2 separate regions of the Mus musculus genome follow, and region 2 is linked to region 1. Evidence: chromatin contacts called from public promoter capture Hi-C data. All regions are on one chromosome and are shown on one strand. Each heading gives the region's core, a stretch centred on a gene start, on an enhancer-like site or on the middle of the called end of the contact. The rest is flanking DNA. Distances are from core to core; before and after follow the strand shown.

Region 1 (5,863 bases), core at 3,006-5,505:
CCTCCCACTGCTATCTACAAGCAGGACTTCAAACTCAACTAGCATCTTCATGATAGGAAGAGTCCTCAAGAGGGCCCCATACCAACAATGAGTTAAACATGGGGTACCCGATGGATGTGGACTGACTCCCCAATTGGCACTTCAGTCCTGGTTCCCAACCAGCAGCTCCAGTTCCCCCACCGGACATCTCCTCCAAGAGAACCTTTCATACTTTAAATTCATCGTAATCATCTTGAGTTTCAAATGCCCATCTCTCTCAGAACCACTCCCCCCCCCCACACACACACCTTTCCACCATGAGCCTGATAGATCTGCCCAGACCGCTCCATATTCCCGTCTGCTCACACTGGCCACCCTCCTTTGAGCCTCTCACACTGTTGCTTCTCTGCACACGCTGATCCAGACCCCAGACCAGCTCGTGTGCCATCGTAGACAGGTTTGTTCTATTCTCTGAAGGGGTGCTAGATTCACCCCTCTAATTTGCCCTCTTCCCTGGCTGCCCAAGAGTCCTCACCTAGAACCCTGGGTTTTCCACTTCTGCTCAGAGAGGAGAGCCCAGCCTTCTCAGATCTATCTGGCTTGCTGTCAGTCTTGTTCTGTCTCCCCTGGGTACCATTCTTCTTGGATCCCAAGTTCATGTCAATATGGACATGTACCCAGGAGCCCCAGGAACTGGGATGGGTACTCTTCCAGGGAGCTAACAGCTTCTGGCTGCTCCCCAGGAGCATCTCGACTATAATAGAACTGATCACTAACACTCCTGGTCCCTGTCCTTCAAAAGCTCCTTCTGGAAACTTTGACAACAAAAATGTCCTTGGTTGAGAACAGCAGCGGATGGCTCTTTATACCTTTCCCCCTGTGGCCCTCTCTTAATTACCAGGGACTTCCACCTGCCTCCACATCCTTAGATTTGGCCAGAAGTGAGGTCATAACCCTGAGAGTCCCTAAAACAGGAGATACTACTGCTATCGTCTTTCCTTGCAGGTGGGGAGATGGAAGGCTTACGCAGCCTGCCCAGGGTCACCTACAGATGCAGGTGTTGAGAGAAGAAACCCTTCCCATATCGATTCTGTGTGGTCTTGGCCAGGCTACCTTCCTCTCTGAACGTTACCTGCCCAATTTGTAAACTGGCCAGGATAAGATGGCATCTGGCTCACAGGTGTTTGAGAGTTAGTAATATAGAACAGCTCTCAGCACAGAGCAGGGGTGCCTCTCTGCACCTCTCCTGGTCCGCTCTACCCACTGAGCCAGCACACATTAGCTCCACCTATCTGCCGGTGAGGCATCTCATCCCACCACGCTTGCTTGCCCGACTGTCATCCTCCTGTCTCTTGTTCTCCCCAAACATGGCAGACTTCTCGGGACTCCCAGCTAGATTCTCCTCACAGCAACTCTGCCCTCTCCTGTCACCCAGCCTGGGCAGCCTGACTGGAAAGGGCTGACCTTAACATTGACTGGTTTGGGAGATGGAAGCCTGGGTCCAACCTGAACCTAATAACTCCATGTCTTCCAGCCCCACCCTGTTTCCTCCATCCCCTTTCTAGCATTCAGATCCTCTGAGTACAGACCTTTTTCCCCTCCTTCTGTCTAATCCTTCTCAAAATACCAACCTGCCTCCCGTCCTCTGTACCTCTGGAAGGGTAGCCTGCGACCGTCTCTCCTCTCTCTCCACCTTCTCTCTCAGTTGCCTTCCATCTAGCTGACTTCTCAGTCACCAATTCCAGTGTCCTTTGCTCACCCAAACGGCCCCTCATAGTTGACCTTGGACTGAGCGTGGTGGTTAGGCACACCTTTAATCTCAGCAGTTGGGAGACAGATGCAGGCAGATCTCTAGGAGTTCTAGACTAGTCTGGTCTACACAGTGAGACCCCGAGTCTCAATAAATGAACTCTCAGAGTCAGTCTTGGTGTACAGACCTCCTGCTCCCTTCCCTCTGTCTCAGTGACCTCTACTCTTTTTAAGTAGTGGTTGGAATTGAACCTAGGGCCTTGGGTGTGCAGGACAAGTGCTCTATACTGAGCCATAGACCAGGCCATGAAGGTCCTCCACTCTCATGGTTCCACCCCCACTTACTTGGCAAATGATTCTCAGGTATTTTCACGTGTGTGTGTGTGTGTGTGTGTGTGTGTGTGTGTGTGTATGTGTGTTTAAACTATCTCTCTCTTGGGTGCTTTCACCTGTCTAGTGTTCTCCATTCCTATTCGGCCTCAGTTTCCTCTGGTACCAGCCATACAGCGTCTGTGCCAGCCCTCTGGGCCCTTCTCCCTCACTCCACCTCAACAGTGGTCTCTGATTCCCCTCCCATCAAACTGCTCTCCTCCCTGGCCTCAGGTTCATCCTCGCTTCTGTCATTTTGCTCTCGTAGAACATCATACTGTTGTGTTTCTTTCCTCTTCGTTAGTTAGCTCACACACAGAACACCTCCTCCAATAAACCCTACCCATTGTAAGCGTAGCTCTAGCTGCCCTCCGCCTAGGCGTCCCCTCCACCCCACAAGATTTACTTATGTGAGTGTGTGGGTGAGAGTGATACAGAAAATGGTATCAGAGGTGGTTGTGAACCACCTGATGTGGGTGTGGAGACTAAACTCAGCTCTCCTGGAAAAGCCGAGAGTGCTCTTAGCTGCTGAGGGTCTGACAGCTGCAGCCTTCTTTTGTAGGGCGTGTTGCTTGCCTCACACTTTTGCCAACTGACTCTCAGAACTTCTCTACTCGACTATCATGCCTCCTCTTTCTGTGGAGAATGTGTCTCATCTCCCACGTCAGGCTGCGTGCAATCCTCCCAGGTATACAAGGCTGTGTATTTGTATGGGCACTCACTCCTAAGGTTCAGCTGGAGTGACATCCATCATTAGAGGGGATGCAAGCTCCCTCCGTATGCAAGCCCCGTTGATCAATGATTGGAAAATCAAGGCATCTTTCCGGGATGTTACCCTTCGAGAGTCTGCAGAGTTTCTTGAAGGTATCACCAGTCAGCAGATGGCCACGTGTTCAGCAACTGCTGAAGGAGTGCTCACCTTTCTGGGAGCTGAGCCCTACAAGAAACTCGGGAGAGTAAATTGGTTGACAGTGGGCAAAGGAGATGGGACCGGCTCCCCTTGCCTGGAGTCCATCAACAAAGCCGGAAGAGGTTTCTGGAATTTCCTCATGTGAGCCAGCCTTCCAGAACACACACTTCAGCTTCACTCCACGCCCAGGGTGACCAGGTAAGTTCTCCAAGATACTCTTAAGGAGCATCCTTATCCCCTCTTAATCCAGAACACTGAATAGTCAGTACTTGTGGCTCAATGCCTCCGCACAAACCATAGAATGGCTGCCCCCAGGGGCTTTGGTGAACATGGCCATCTCCTTTTCCGGCCCTTCTGGCACGGTCGGGATGTGGCAAACCTTCCTCTTCAGTCCTTCAGTGTACTCCTCGCTTCCTTCTGGTTCTGCTTCCTGTTCCTCATCTAATGCATTCTGACCGCTTTTCTTTCATCAACTCATTACACTCAACAGACACTAGTACCATTGCCCAGCTATCAAGTGGCCCCTCTCTGGGTGCCTACATCCAAGTTCCTCTGTGGCTCTTCCATCTGCCAGGGCTCAAACTTTGGGAGATTGTCCCCATGCTTAGACTCACCTGCTTACCTGGAAAGCAAGTTTGTGTTCTCTTTGCTAGCCCAGACCCATGAGTGCCTCATTGTGCCCAGCTGGGCTCTCGGGTAATGTAGTCAGAGCACATTAGAATCAACTGGGAAACTGGCTAGGATTCAGACTCCTAGGTTCTAGCCAGAACTTCGAAGCGATTCTTCAGATGTAACTAGAAATCCGAGTTTCTGGAGACCCTGTTCCTGCAGGCCTTGCCCTAGGCGATGACTCTTCACTTGTAAGACTGTGAACTTCGTGGCATGTTATTGAACAACCACTATTAAAGGCTCTGAGACCTATCAGAGCTGAGGTGAGTTAGTGCCAGTCACATGACCTGTCACTGACATTTGGGGCCTTCCGTGACCCCACAGCTGTGGGGCTCCTGATCTCTACACTCTCCTGTGAGAAGAGTGGCCCCTGGCATGGTGGGCCATGTGAAAATGTAGCTCATATTGGGAAGCTTGGCCCCAGCAGGTACCACAGGGAGGGGTAAGGCTGTGGAGTCATCTCCAGACTTTTGTCTTTTTGTCACACAGGAAATCTCAGGCCTAGCTGGCCTGTGCAGAGCGGGCTCTCAGGCTCCCCCAAGTGGGCAGTGTGGGTAGCACAGTGCTGCCCATTCCAACACCCAAAGTGGCTCTGGATCCCTGCATGGAGCAAGTGCGCCACGCTGTGGCCACAGCAGGGGCCACTCGCCCCAAGGGAGCACACTGGAAACAGGGTGCTTGAGGTCTGGATATACAGACCCCCTCCCACCTCACTGCCTCCTAGACTCCCTTCTGTTCCTCATCCTGACTTTGGGAAGGTGACGTGTCCACCCATTGGAAGTAAGGGAATGCAGAATTACATCCTCTCTTCCACATCTCAGCAAAGTGCTTCAGTTAACAGCACCTTTGTGGGCATCAGAGTAGACTCCTGTCCATTCCAAAAATCCCAGCACCCCAGAGCCCCTGGCAAGCTTCTGACAGTATCTATGCCCAGGCCCTGCAGGTGGCCTATCAACTGAATTTCTTCACTTGTACCCACCCTTAGAAAACAGAACAATGATCATAAAATTGAACCTTGTATTCCAGAGGTGGCTCGACCATCCCAGCACACAGCGACACACAGCAGCGGCCCGGAGGAAGGGATGTCCCGCTGTTGTGTTGGTTAATACTACACATGGCTATATTAGGGTTTTAGTAATCACATCACACCGTTGACTCATATTGAGCTTTCAGTCAACTAAACCCCCCCAGGTCTTTTCTCCGCGAACCGCTGTCAAGCTGGGTCCACCCCGCCCCCCATCCAGTACTTATGCCATTGATTTTGTTTTAACCTAAGTGCAGGACTCTACATTTATCCCTGTTAAATTTAATCTTGTTGGTTCCAGCCCAGTGTTCCAGCCTGTTGAAATCGTTTTTGAATCCTGACTCTTTCATGCAAAGTCTTAGCTGCCCCTCCCACCTCCTAGCTCCGACACCTGCAAATCTGATGAGCCTGCTGCCTCGGTCAGCTGTCAATAAACATGTCAGACAGGACGCAGGCCTAGACTGAGCTCTAAGGTATCCTTCTGGAGACTTCCTTCCCATTCAGCCTGATGTGGACCCATTAATCAACTTCACCGCATCTAGCTCTTCACTAAAACCTCATGGCCATTTGGTTCAGTTGTATCTGCCACATCTACAGACATGATGAGGAACCCGTCAGTTGCTTTGGAAATTTCTCTTGCCCTGGGATCACACCTGCCCTCGTTATGCACCCCAAAGCATGTGTCCGGTCATCACCTCAGGGGACTGTAGGCTTCCCATGGTGCCCCCTCCTTCCTGACTGAGTGTCAGGGTCTCCTGAGAGTATCTCTGCTGTTTTATATCCTGCTGGGCTTCAGGGTCTCTACATCTGATATTTCATACTACCACTCTGCACCTCTGCAGATCTACTTTCAGTTGTGCAGTGGCCTCCCTCGACTACAAACTGAAAAGCCCTCAACCAGCTGCCCCTTAAAGGGTCACTGGAGTCTAGCAAACACTTCCAAAACCACTTCCTGTCTCCTAAGCTGCAGTCGTCTGCCTTCTAAACTAGGTAATGCAGTGGGCTGTGATGACATCGATCGAGGAAGAGGATTCAGAAGCCCAGGACACCCAGGTAGACCAGGAGAGCCTATTAGCTCTCAGAGCAGTCAGGCTACATCAATCAGACTAGGCAGGTGGCCAGAAGTCCACTGAACTGTCTGGTCGTAGACTGGAGCAGCACTA
Region 2 (5,955 bases), core at 1,581-4,080, 410 kb before region 1:
CAGTCTCAGGGCAAGTTCCAGGTCTCTGTCTGTTCTCTGAAGGAGGAAAAAAAAAAAAAAAACCACCAAAACAATAAATAAATATATAATCCCTCCAAAATGGAAAACCTTTGATTTGTGTGTGAATTAAGAGGGACGATACCACCCACACTTCAGGCGGCCCTGAAAGCCAGAGGCCGGACATCCACAGAACTCCCACACCAGGAAAGACTCACGGCATCCTGCCCAGCTCTGCTCGGGGCAGAGGCTGTGGCAAACTCGCTGTCTTCATAAGACCCTAGACTACTGTTAACCTATGCCATGGTAACAGCTCTCTTCCAGTCAGGAGACTGCTTGGGCCCATGTTGCTGGAGAGGCCCGATCCTCCAACAATGCTGCCTGCTGCGGGGGTGCCTTCTGCGGGAAGGCCTGGGCAGTCAGTTAATGGGTCTTTGTTGATTTTGTTCTGTTTCCCCTTTGTTTTTTCTTTCCCTCGGCCTAAGAGCTCCCTCTGGAATTTCTCTTTAATTAGACACTTCTCTCTGGCATTTTTCTCTAAGGGGTACACATCTCTGCCTTGCCCGTGCGAGTCCATACTGCACCCTCTGGCTGGGTATCTACACGAGTCCCCGCCTGCTAGACCTACCTCCTGGCAGGGAGCAAAGGCTTGAGGGGCTGGGGGGGTGGGGAGGTGCAGGGAGTTGGGTCCCTGAGCTGCACAAGTGTAATTTCTGCTGTGCAGGAGACTGCGGTGTGAAAGACCAGTTAAGACTTAAACAATATGGAGACAGTGACCTACGGGATCCTGACACTTGCAGCCACCTTTCGTGACACACCTTAAAGACTAGAACCGCGCCTGAGGTGGAGGCCATTGATAGGCCAGGGAACTTCCGGAGATTTCCTTGGCTGGGCCAGATGTGGAGGCTGCCTGATCTACCCAATGTCATCAGACAGCCATAGGCAGGGTCAGAGGGTGTCACTGGCCTCTCCTTTTCCTTCTGGGTCAAATATTAACCATCCGGCTGTAAAGAGAGGGGAGGGACCTGGAGCTAGTCAGAGGAATAGCAAGAATTTGGAGGGTTTGTTCAAGAGGTAAAGGTTAGCACTGTCACACGAGGGAGAGCGAGAGGGTCTCTGAGCCACAGAAAGGGCATCAAGTTCTTGTTTTGAGGGCTAGGGCAGCTGGAGGTTTCAGGCTGCCCAAGCCGTACCCTCCATGTGAAAGCACACCTGTTTACACTGGGGGGCCTCCTGTTTCCTCAGCACTGAAGGGTGAGTCCTCCCACTAGGGAAGTGTGTCCAGGCGGAGACAGGAGGAAGACATCCTAGGTCAGAGGAACCGCTCAGTGCGGAGTAAGGGGCATTCGTGGGTCTCAAAGACGGTGACACACTTGTACACAGTGTAGGGCCAAGAACACAGGCATTTATAGGAGTCATGTGCATGCACACACACATATACAGAGAGAAAGAGACAGAGACAGAGTCAGAGACAGAGAGAGAGCGCACAAAGGGCCAAGGCCACATAAGGTTGTTTACCTGTCATCCATCCAGTGGATCATATATCCTCAGAGGTGAACAAGCAGGGCTAGATATTCAATAGGACGGTCTTGTTCACACACATTTGTAAAGGGGGCATTCACACAGAATTGTTGCTATTGGGCCAGGCATAGTGCACACATGTATTCTGAGTCCTCAAACACAGTTACATTCGGGCAGAGACAAGTAAGTACTCATGACATGCATAAAGGGGTCTGACTTGGGCTGCAGGCTTGGTGGCTGACAGTGTCTGCTGGGGTCAGATGCACGGCTGAATCCTGTCTCCTTTCCTGAAAGTCCTGCTCTCTCTCTCTCTCTCTCTCTCTCTCTCCCTCTGCCACCCCAAGGGGTGTGTGTGTGTGTGTGTGTGTGTGGTGTGTGTGTGTCTTCTGACCTGGAGTGAATGCCTGTAATGGAGAATGGCTAACCCAGGGAGGTGGAGGAGGAGGAGGAGAGGAGATCCTCGAGTTTAGCAAATGGAAGGTGAAATGCTATCTTAGCAGCCCTCTTCCTGCCCCGCTCCACACGCCCCCCTCCCCATCTCCCCCAGATTGCATTTCTAGATCTGGAGAACTGGGCTAAAGCGTCCAGCTCCATTTAACCTGTTGGGAGGGCCGAGTTAATGGCCAGGGGGTGGAGCATGCCACCCCTCCCCCCAGTACTAAGCGGGTTCAAGGTCTCCAGTTCACACCCCAGACTTCACTCCAAGTTTGGGTTCCTTCCCAGGGTTTGCCCGCTGAACTCTGATCATCTTCTGTTAGATCCTAGGGTGGAGAAAACTGGGGAGGGGAGGACCCCTCCCACAGGATCAATAGGCTTTCAACCTTCATCCCTGATGTCCGTCTGCCTGGGGTTAGCGGTATTTGCCTCTGTCCACTAAGATGGAGATCTCTTCAGATTTGAGGGTGCCTCTCCCTTGTCTTCCCCACCCTCCACCATCCTGGACAGTTCGAGGTTTTCTCCTTTGAACAGATCTAACCTCAGTATCTACTGCTGCGGCTCGAGGACAAGCTCTCCTTCGATCCCGCCGGACGCCAGGAGACATGACCCAGATCCTGGGGAACACTGTTCTCCACGCGGGTCCCGGGCACGCTGGGCGCCCCCGACTCCGAGAAGGCCGGTCTGCGCCCTGCGCGACCCGAGGCCTGGCCCGCGCCCCTCTAAACCCTTTTATGCGGGATTGGGGGTCTCGGCGGTGAAAAAGGCCTGGCTTAGCTTGGAGGGTGGAATGGATGCGGACAAGGCTTTGCCCGGCCGCAGCCCCCCGCACCGCCACCGCCCGCACTCCCCGCCTCCCTCACCTTTGCGCTGGGATCCGGGTCCATAGAGACAGCGACGTGCGGCTCGCGGCCCCACAGCACCAGCTGCAGGAGGAAGGGGCTGCGGCCGGAGCGAGGCGGGGTGGAGGCGGAGCCGGGGGTGGGGCGGGGGCCGGAGGCGGGCCAGAGGCGGGGGCGGGGAAGGGTGCCCGCCCTCCTTTGCGACCCCCACCACGCACAATAGACCCGATTTGTGGGAGATGCTCGAGGCCCACGGCTCCTGGCGTCCCCTTTCTTCCAGGCTCAGTCAGTCTGAGTATCGCCCGCCCCCTGGTGGGGGGGGGGCTACCACCGCGTGCGCCCTAAAACAGGCTGGTCCTACGGATCTGCTTTGGTCCTAAGACCCCTCCCATTTACCTACTGCAGGGACGCGTAACCCCCGGGTCCCGGAGTCTTGTACTCTGCTCTCTAACCTGTATCTCACTTCTTGCAAAACATGTTTGCCATGCCCTCCTGCCTTTGGTCTATGGAGCGGGTGTGCTGATGGGGACGACAGTATCAGATTTCTGCGTAGCTCTTGGTTCCCAGTTCAAGGTGTGATTCCTCACTCCCTGCTCCCTCCAGGCTATTCAGTTTGAGGTCAGAGTAGGTGAGATGGGGCCCTGAAGGGATGAAAAGACAGCATACAGAGAATGCTCTTTATGCACAAGAAAGCCATGCCACTACGTATGGATCACTCAACAAATCTCAGTCCAAACCCGGGCTCACCTCAAGGGATTGCGTTTATCATTTTCCATCGTCATTTTACCTCCAAACTTTCAGTGTTCCCAGGTATCCAAAAATTCTGTGCTTGCCAGGTTCAGCCTTCTTCCCTAACTCCTTTACGATGGTCTTCTCTGAAAACTCCGGCTCTCCTTTCCAAGTGCTATTTAGAGCGAATCGAGGGCTGGGGTTGGGGCTCAAGGGCACAGTGTTTGCCTAGCATGTAGGACACTCTGGTTTCATCTCCAGCATCACAGAAAAGCAAAAACAAAAGCAACAATGAACTCGGCTTTAAATCCTAGTGAATCCTGACCTCTGGCCTTGACCTCTCCACCTTTCAAAAAGAAAAAAAAAAAATCCGTGACGATAATGATGGGCAAAGAGGACCAAAATACGAGTCTAAAAAGCAGACTCTTGCATGTGCCTAGGAATTTAAGTCGTCTTCTAGTGGCGTATGAAACTGATGAGAGCCTGGGAAGAAACTTTCCTCTTTCAAGATTCCCCAGAGCTCATACAGTTTGGCACTCAATCTCATACAATCTCAGAATTTGGACTGTGTGTGTGGCTGCAGACTGCTAGACAGAAGGGCCCAGATCACACTTCCACCCCCCTGTTAGAATATCTCCTGGCACTCTGCAAACAGGATAGTGTGTGGTGCAGCGGGGGAGACTGGGAGAAATGTTTTCATTAAAAAGTGCACACACACTTTAAACGTTTATTATATTCATTGTGTATGAAAGCGCATGCATGCATGTGGGACCCCCCACCCCATGTGTGATATCCTAGAGGATAAATTGCAGGGAGTCTGCTCTTTTTCCACCATGTGGGGCCTAGGTATCAAACTCAGAGGTTGTCAGGGTTGGTGACAGACACCTTGTCTGCCAGACCATCTCACCTGCCCAAGCCAAGCACACACTCTATACACACGTTGCTCTGGTCCACTTCTTTTTCTGTGCCCCCACCCCATGCTGAGGAAGTAGTAGTTTCATTTTATAGCTGGGGAAACAGGTTCTAAGCAGATTGTAACTTGTTTTGAACTCTGTTTATGGAGGACAGGATTGGAGAAGTCTAAGAAGGGTGGGCCAGGCAAGTCTGGGGAAGAGGACTAGAATAGACAGGCTCGTCTGATGGAAGGAGAAGGGACATACAAAAGGTTGGTGGGTTTGATCTGGCAAGAAAGGGGAGTTTTTAGTGGAAGACAGAGGGGAGAGAAGTTAGCTAATGGCTTGGAAAAACATCAGAAAAGCTGAGAGCTTCCGTATAGGTTGAATCGTGGCTGAAGGACACCTGTAGGCTTTGTGAGAAAGTGAATTGGAAGGAAGAGGGCTAAAGACGGCCAGACCTGGTACCTGGCATTGTGGAGAAACTGCAGGGACCACTAGGCTACAAAGCCGGGCTTGCCAAGTCAGCACTTGCTGTGCTGATTGCACTTCCCTCAGGAGGAAGCAAGTAGGCCAGTGTGGCAGGTTCTGCAGCTCACTGAGCTAGAGGGAGCAGAGGAAGCCTCCAGTGAACGTGTAAAGTACAGACCAAGTCTTGAGTGAATGTGGAGGGACCCCAATACCTCAGATGTCTTTGGGTGGCCTGATCCTTCTGTTGGTCCCGTGCAGATGTTGGGAGCTTGTGCAAGTACAATAGTGTGTGCCATGAAGACTAATTGACCAGTGTGTGCAAAATCTAGCAACTTCAGCTCCCTCCTCCTGCATGACTGTGATCTGAGTTTGCTCCCCAGTAGAGACAGCCTACAGAGATGAGCTCACTCCCCTCTGTGCTGTCCATGATACACCCCACCGAGGATCCAGTTGCTGGTGTCTGAGTGCTGCTCCATCACAGTGAGCACGGCCCACCCTGTCCCAGCTCTTCCCTATGAGTGTGCATATCCTTTCTTCATCCTTTCTCTACCCGAGTCCAAGGCATGCGAAACACAGCACTGGGTTTCCTTTATAATAATTCAAATGTGTGATTTCGAAGCCAAGTTCTACGATGGCACTTGTGAAACTGCCATGGGCGTTTCCATCAGTACTGCTGGTAAGACAGACTCAGTACACAATCCATTCCTTTCTCTTCTCTTCCTACGTGAGCTCAGCATCCCACCTTTCTATAGGAAACTCCCTTAACTGACAACTCTTACTCTGTGCCACAAGCTGATAAAAGGAAAATTCCTTTCTGTCAAAGAGATAAGACTTGAAGCCAAAACCAATAAGCTAGCACTAATTTAAACAAGTTTGGTGGGACACGCCTGATCTCAGCTGTGGAGGCAGGAGGGCCAGTTCAAGGTCATCCTTAGCTATACAATTTCATGACCAGCCTCAGCCTGGGCTTGAAGATCTTATCTAAAAAGTAAAACAAAACAAAATTTAAAAAATTAGTTCTAATAGAGTAGTGACTTTCTTCCCTGGGACACAAGGCAGATCATTTG

Evidence for each region. Promoter capture Hi-C pulls out the DNA fragments that hold promoters and counts their contacts.
Region 2: a promoter capture Hi-C map of neural stem cells shows a contact between it and region 1. The contact joins the promoter of Sema4g here to the enhancer-like site in region 1. A contact is called at or near these places in 2 of 39 promoter capture datasets (embryonic stem cells and neural stem cells), 1 of 15 datasets of contacts at CTCF or cohesin (embryonic stem cells), 1 of 484 Hi-C or Micro-C datasets (myocytes), 5 of 115 datasets of contacts at active chromatin or transcription factors (SST interneurons, embryonic hindbrain, embryonic midbrain and 2 more) and 1 of 9 other capture datasets (embryonic stem cells).

What each region holds. Positions count from the first base shown.
Region 1 is chr19:44,581,238-44,587,100 of GRCm38.p6, reverse strand. No RefSeq gene overlaps it. Among named protein-coding and RNA genes, the nearest start is that of Hif1an, 21 kb to the right of the region's middle. Within about 2 kb of position 4,255, at least 23 of the 459 cell types and tissues checked have an H3K27ac peak or open chromatin away from gene starts, as enhancers often do. A contact at or near this core is called in neural stem cells, where this site is marked.
Region 2 is chr19:44,986,219-44,992,173 of GRCm38.p6, reverse strand. It overlaps Sema4g (sema domain, immunoglobulin domain (Ig), transmembrane domain (TM) and short cytoplasmic domain, (semaphorin) 4G), which reads right to left and starts at 2,830. Exons shown (of 15, transcript NM_011976.1): 1 at 2,817-2,830; 2 at 1-36.